Regions from separate parts of the Bombyx mori genome. Here region 1 is linked to region 2. Evidence: chromatin contacts called from public Hi-C data. All regions are on one chromosome and are shown on one strand. Each heading gives the region's core, a stretch centred on a gene start, on an enhancer-like site or on the middle of the called end of the contact. The rest is flanking DNA. Distances are from core to core; before and after follow the strand shown.

What was found. Hi-C and Micro-C count contacts between places; a contact is called where the count stands out from the background.
Region 1: a Hi-C map of whole pupa shows a contact between it and region 2, with 2.2 times the contacts expected there. The contact joins the promoter of LOC101743327 here to the enhancer-like site in region 2. A contact is called at or near these places in 2 of 7 Hi-C or Micro-C datasets (both in whole pupa).

What each region holds. Positions count from the first base shown.
Region 1 is chr11:8,360,460-8,364,336 of ASM3026992v2, forward strand. LOC101743327 reads right to left here and starts at 2,537. Exons shown (of 7, transcript XM_004931546.5): 1 at 2,260-2,537.
Region 2 is chr11:8,256,601-8,260,683 of ASM3026992v2, forward strand. All of the region lies in intron 2 of LOC101743327, which reads right to left. Among protein-coding and RNA genes, the nearest start is that of TOP2, 48 kb to the left of the region's middle. Within about 2 kb of position 1,806, at least 3 of the 8 cell types and tissues checked have open chromatin away from gene starts, as enhancers often do.

The DNA.
Region 1 (3,877 bases), core at 1,287-3,786, 100 kb after region 2:
GCACATGCAGGTTTTAATCGGGAGACAGATTTTTAATTTTTTTTTAGCGCTCTCATGGGTGAACAAGCCCACCTAGTGTTAAGTGGTTACTAGAGCCCATAGACATCTGCAACGTAAATGCGCCACCCACCTTGAGATATAAGTTCTAAGGTCTCAAGTATAGTTACAACGGCTGCCCTACCTTTCAAACCGAAACGCGTTACTGCTTCACGGCAGAGACAGGCAGGGTGGTGGTACCTACCCGCGCGGACTCACAAGAAGTTTTACTATCAGTCCTTACGTAAATTATAATTTACCGGGTTTGATTTTTATGAAGACGTTATTCCTTCACCGTGGAAGTCAATCGTGAACATTTTTTTAGTACGTATTTCATTAGAAAAATTGGTACCCGCCTGAGATTCGAACACCGGTGCATCGCTCAACACGAATGCACCGGACGTCTTATCCTTTAGGCCACGACCACTTCAAAATTGAACGGATTGAATGAGCATTGTTACTGATCACATAACAGACTACAAAATTGCATAGTGCACATGCAGGTGTTAATCGCGAGACAGTTACGCGGTTTTCAATCGATTCATACACTCGAACGAGTTTGCGGCGCTTCTGCTCTTAAGCTGTCACTGTAGCCCGTGGACAGCGTGTTCTGAAAGGAAATGTTTCACTATTGCTTTGCGCTTAAAATAGGAAAGACGGTACTAATGGTATAACGTATGCGTAATTCGTTTTTGTATTGTCGAAAACTCGCAATGTTAAATTTGTAATATTTTTACCCTTATCCCGCGTTATTTGGAGTCGACTGAGGATGTCCTATTATCGTGATTGTTTAAAGAAACATAGTAATGTATTTTTTCGTTGAAACCCTGGGATAGATAGGATAGTGAGATTGTTTAAAATTAAATTATCAAGTACATATTATCAAATTATTAGACGCATCGCACGAAAAGACTATGCGATTAACTTTAAGCTACACGAGGAAAAGCTAATTTGTCTTGGATGCCGACATCAAAATTGATCAGAAGGCGATACGAGGCGTAGGAATTTGATTTACGACGAAAGCTGCAATGGCGCTTAGCCAAAAGCCGAGACGACAATATTATGCATTATAGACCATTTACAAGTATAGAATGGAACAGGAAAAAATTACTTTAGTAATGACATAATACACTAATTTTCTTTAAAAAGGTAGGATTACTGTTTCCCAAAGGCCTTTCCAGTTTCGCTAGAACAGGTCGGCGAGCAAATGCTCACCCAGGAGGGATGGGATTTGCTAACAGCGCTTGAGCGCCTCCAAAGGAGACCTAACAACTCAAGAGCAGCTGCTTCGCGGATGAATCTAGTACCGGATCGGAATCGCGTCCCGCTGAGAATATCCGACGAGAAATTCAGTGGGCTGATGTATGGGTTACATTGCATGTGGAACTTTTACGGTACGGTTACTTGGCACTCTAAGCCGGCTCCTAATATCAGAGCTAAAGGCATCTAGTGCTAAGGTTAATAGATCTGAGGGATCCGTAAGGACGTGTCTAGGGCGTGGACGGTGACTGGCTCCTGCCTGAACAGGAATCGAAGAGTAGTCAGCGGCAGCAACGATAATACACATCTCACAAGCCGCTACTATGTTCTCATCGTCCATCAAACATACTTTTTTAGCAAATTGATATCCATAATTGCCATCCACGCCTACGATTCCATTGTTCCAACATTGCTCTCAAGCTTAAAATTATAATAATAAGACCAATCAGAATATAATCTGGAAAGATATTATTTCACCTAAAGAAAATGTTGAAGAGATAAAGAAAAAAGAAAGGTTGTGTAATACTTAATGTCGTGAAAATTCTTCCCGAAAGCTTGTAGTAGGACGATCGTCTGATGTTTTAGAATATACGTAGTATGTAAACAATGGTTGGTAAGTAACTACGATATTGTAATTAAGATAATGCTTTTAAAGTTTTAAAGCTGACTGCTGATTTCTGGTGCCTTATGGAACTGGTCAGTGGTGGACAGTGTTGTCTACCATAAGTAAAAGAACATTTGCTGTCATCTATAGATATAGTCAGGTCAGTATTGTATTAAACTTCGATTTATCCAATTCAATTAGTTTGCAAAACAATTTTATCGACATTCCGGCTTAAGTTCTGTTTAAGTTCTGTTAAGTTTAATCTTAAGATTAGTGTATATAAGTTTAAATTTAATAAAACGTAAAAAAAATACGCGAAAGATTAAGGAAAATTTATGCAAAAACAAAACATCTCTCACCTCAAATTAATCCTCTTATTTTGACAGCTGGAACATTGAAGACAACGAAAACTAAGTCACTACTATTAAACCATTTAATAATCAACTGAACAACTTAATGTACTAGCACTGCACTTAAACAATAATTCGTGTATATTTCGTTTATTTATATATTACGTCGATGTTATTTCGCGCCAATGGCGGCGTGCGCACGCGCTCTCATCCGTAGACTACTGAAGCGCGCGCCCGCCATTTTCTCCACGCGAATGGAGGGGATGAACGTGCAGGAAATAAAGAATGAAAAATAAGGCTTTTGTTTTGTTTTCAATGCGGAAACGATAATCATTATTTGCGTTTCATAAACACAGTCTGGTCACAAATATGGTTACAAAAAAAAAATGTATGGTGTTACCGTTGAATTTGGAACTACATTCGCACACGAATTTTTCATGTGTTTTCGTTTTCACGACTATTTTTGATGAATACACTTGTGATATTCAAATTGGGCGGGGCGATAAACATAACGAAATTGCTGTGGTAACATATACATAAAATACTAAAGGTGCCAAAAGTAATACATATTTGAAACTCTATCCGGTTGGTATAAGGCGAATATTCGTGTACCAATCTATTGAAAGTTATTATGAAAAGTTCTCTGTGACAGAAAATGATCTGGCCGTCCATGAAGTGTTCTTATAAAAACGCTATCAAAGTATAAATAAAAAAAAGGGTGCGTGTACTTATGTACGTGCGTAAGAAGTTATACTTTATTTTTATTAAATTTATTTCTTTTTTTATTTAAATTTTAATCAATTTGAAAAAAATCGATTAATCAACATCCTCAAACACGCATATCTTTTCTTGACATCGTATAAATTCGGTAATTCTCGGTACGGTTCAGAAGACTCGCCAAGTTACGTCGGTCGTATTGTAATGAGCGATTTAGTGGGCAACTTCATTTCTGTTAATTTTGTGTCACGGTGCGCGCGCATCGTAAAATTTCACACATCAATTTTTCATAACGCGCCTAAAGAAGTATAACTTCAAAAAACGTATCCGAAAAGAAAATATTTTGACTGACTTTATGGTGCAGCAATTAATTTTATTAGTGACCCTGATTGCCGGGCCAAGAGTCCCGGGTTCGATTCCCAGAAACTTTCAACCGTTAATTCACACTCATCGGAAAAACAATTTTTAAAACATGTACATACAGCGGTTAATCCCCTAATTTTCCTTTAAAGCGTGATTTAAAGAAAAAAAACTACATTTGTTAATGTTTACGACATAAACGACATCGATATGACTATATTTCAAAGTCAGCTGTCTCAGTGTAGTTTAACTATATATGTTTTTATAAAGAAGAAGAAGAAAGAAACTATGCTGTCCTTATAAAATAATAATATAGCGAGCCGCTCTAGCTTTGCTTCGGGAACGGTAATTGATCTTATTGAATTTTCTTTTTAATTCATTATACTTTTTCTTTTAAATTTTCAAGTAAATCTGGCCCAGACAGTAACAAACACAATAAAAAGAATGTGACAACCAAAAAATCTAATCTTTCCTCTTCTTATATTCATGGTTCACTATTTTGGGGATAATTGCTTACACATAAAAGATAGATTTAAGCCGTTACGGGCTT
Region 2 (4,083 bases), core at 556-3,055:
GAGTCCGCGCGGGTAGGTACCACCACCCTGCCTATTTCTGCCGTGAAGCAGTAATGCGTTTCGGTTTGAAGGGTGGGGCAGCCGTTGTAACTATACTTGAGACCTTAGAACTTATATCTCAAGGTGGGTGGCGCATTTACGTTGTAGATGTCCATGGACTCCAGTAACCACGTAACACCAGGTGGGCTGTGAGCTCGTCCAACCATATAAGCAATAAAAAAATAAAAAATTGCAAAATTACACAAAAACCACTGACCCGTATATTACCTGATTTAATTTTAATTCAAAATTATAATTTCCTCAAAAAAGGCTGTTGTGCGTAGCATTACTCGAAGTTCGAAGTATTACTGAAACGGCAACGTATAACGCAACGCTAAACCCGCCATTAAAATTCAAAGCGACAAAATTGCTTTTGGAAATCACTACATAGTATAAAACAAAGTCGCTTTCTCTGTCTCTATATCTGTCTGTCCCTATGTATGCTTAAATCTTTAAAACTACGCAACGGATTTTGATGCGTTTTTTTTAATAGATAGAGTGATTGAAGAGGAAGGTTTATATTTATAATAACATCCATTAAATAGTGGAGAAATCAATGATACATTACAGTTTCCGAAGCGAAGCGAGGGTGGGTCGCTAGTAATTAAATAAAGAATAAAATTTATGAAGAACGATGTGACACCGATAAATTGTTATCCTATGATTTGCAAGCGAAGTAAATTGTTCCTTCGTAATAAGGTGACACTCTACAAAACTTGTCATGACCCATGCAAGCGTAGTGTTCGCTCACGCGGCCCGCCCTAACAGAAAACTCCTTCAAGTCATTTAATCCTGTTTTTGCAGGATAGCTGTTGGAGCATCATGGTTCCTAAGGAATGTGGATCTCCATCATGTCTTGGAGTTTGACTCAGTCAGTAAGTATATACAGTCGGCATCATTGCGCCACTTTGAGAAGGCGGCACGACACGTAAAATCCTCTTATCGTGGCTGCCAGAAATTACATACTCGATCCTGTAGACCGAATGGTAAACAGCCAACGTCACCCTAAACACGTCATAACGGATACACCCGATCCACTAACGGTGCTTTTAGGTTCCTCAAGCACCGGTCATCGTCCTCGCCGAACCCATCGCTTGCGACGGAGGGCTCGACGAGTAAATTAACCCACAGACACAGCACACTGAGTTTCTCGTCGAATTTTCTCAGTGGGTCGCGTTTCTGATCCGGTGTTAGATTCTGCAAAGCACTGCTCTTTCTAGGGCCAGTGTTTTTTTTTATTATTGCCTTTGTAAGCAGACGAGCAAATGGCCCACCTGATGGTGAGTGGTTACCGTCGCCCATGGACTTCAGCAATGCCAGGGGCAGAGCCAAGCCGCTGCCTACCGCTAAAGTGTTAGCAACACTCCCGGTTTGAGCCCCGTGAGCTGACGTATACGTCAAGGCGAAACTGAAATATCCTCTCAAGGCTATCAGTATAGGTAGGAAAAAAAAGATAAATTGTTGAAAATATTTAATTAATAAAATATTTTTGAATACATAATTATGAATATTTCGTGGTCTTCAAGGATAAGACATCTGGTGCATTCGTATCAAGCGATACAAGTGGGCCGGTGTTCGAATCCCGCAAACAGGTACCAATGTTTCTAATGAAATACGATCTAATGAAATAAGTTTCACAATTACTATTACTAAATGTATTAAATACACACATTTATGGAAACTACATGTGTGCCACTTATAACACGTCCCACGTAACACTATGACTTAAGCCTTTCTTGGAATACCAACAACTGTACGATGCTTCGTCACAATCTCGTGAATGGTTCAGAAACGCGTAGGCGATGCACGTCTACATACTTGATACTACGTCTACAGACATTGATTTTAATTTGTTATTCATACACATGTTAATAGTTCTATGAATGCGTCCAGGGTTGACCACTTCACGAATTTTGATGGTGATACTGTAAATTATAGTGTCGCATAAAATTCTCGGCCCAAGTCTTAGCTGATAAATATTAATTAGACGGAATTAATTTTTAGCGGAAGCAGAATAGTTACTAAAATCAGCTCATAGGGCACAGCTATTTTCACAGACATTACAAGGTGATAATTCGATTCTTTTTAGTAAAGTTCAATAATTTACTCCATTTTCGTTAAAAATTTAAAATAATTTCGTCCATCTGTGTTTACGGTTCGTTCTTTTAAATCACTTGTGTGATTTAGACAGGGTCTTCACTTAGATAATTTAATTTGAAGTTTAATTGAACACTATTGGTGTTTTGTATCTGTCGAGAAATGTCCATGTTTGTTTCTACCACCATTTATTTATTTATTTATTTACTTGGGAAACCAACAATACAAAATAAAAATATAATATTTTAAAAAAATAGTTAAAAAAATAATCCAACATATTTCCACCATCAAAATCACATATAAGTAGATAGTAGTAGATAAGAAAAAAAAGAGAAATTTAGAAATATGAGTTTACACAAAAAAAAAAAAAAAAAGCAATTGTATTGCAACCAACTAATACGCATTATAATACGCACATATTATTATGTACATCAACGTACACAATAAATCTTAATAATATTTTTAAAATACTACACATAATACTATATAAAATGAATCACACATATAGGTAACTCAAAAATTACTGCTTTTCGGGCTTTGTTAGACATTTTAGAAACATAGTTCTGCGGTTTCCCGCATCTGATATGAACCGATACACTTACAAAACAATAAGCCCGACAAACTATAACTATATTATAATAATATATATAACTACATATATGGAATTATGGGATTGATGAAATAATTTGAGAGCGGCACGCTTGCTAAAGTCAAATTGAAAATGGCATGTTTTATGTAAATAATTACGCGACACTCAGCAATTTATACAATGTCAGTCATATTGTCATCATCGACAAGATATTGTTTTCTTATAAAATGAGTAAGCTTAGTTACGACTAGTAACTTTAGTTAGGTGCTGTCAACAGAATATCTTTATGCTGGGGCGAGAAGTTAGTATTATTTTTTAATTAGAAGGCAGACGGACGCACGCTCCATTTGTTGGTAAGCGGTCACTGAAGGACCGCGTTAACTTGTTTAAAGAATGACACGTAGCGCTTAGGAAATACCGGGATAGATGCATTCACGAAGCAGCTGTCTTTGAGCTGTTAGTTCTCCTTCGGAGGCTCTCGGGCAGCAGTTAGCCAATCCCTTCCCCCCTGGTTGAGCCTTCGCTCGCCTACCTGTCCTGATCAATCAATCGGGGTCGTCGTACCCCCTTACGGGGGCACGGAACGGGCCTCGGGGTGAACCCCACTACCCGGGCAGAAGCTCCTTGCCGCACAGGGCAGGGTTGATGTGGGTGCAGGATGAAATGGAGGAGGAGAGAACTGCTGGCAGCGTGTACGGCCACAAAAACATCGGCATGATATATACATAATACGAAGGCTTGATTAAGCCAAGGGATGGCGCCCACCGGCGTCGTGTTGTCTTCTGCTTTTTTTTTGGTGAAACTGGAAAGGCCTCCGGGTCACCAGTAATCTTTCAATGATAAACTAAATTTTAGGATAATATGTTTCCTAGTTGTAAGTGCCTTGTAAGCGTCGGCCTTTCGTCGACGTAGCGATTTGTAAGTCGGAAGGATAATCACATATTTTGTTTTTAAAGTTACACTTTACTTTTATGGTCGCATGGATAGGTACCGTCTTTAATTTTGCTCGCCCATCTGTCCTATTGAAACTGGAAAGGCCTTCGAGCCAACAGTAATCCTTACTTCTTAAAAGAAAATAAATACCCGCCAGTTTCAGAATATTATTGTAATATCAAAGATCTTAACTTCTGGTCAATTGTGACGTCAGAATGTTCATTGTTCGAAGTTTCTATTGTTTCGAACGATGACGTTCGCGGCGTGGCATCTTTTCGTCTGTACGTGCTCTGAATGTGCATTTAAAATCGCTTAGTTTACGTTTGCAATAAATTTAACTCTCAAAACTTTCCTTCACGTTTTGTTCACTGATCACACTCCACTCTAAGTTCGGTCGGAGTCGCTTTTTGTTAAATACTCGTATA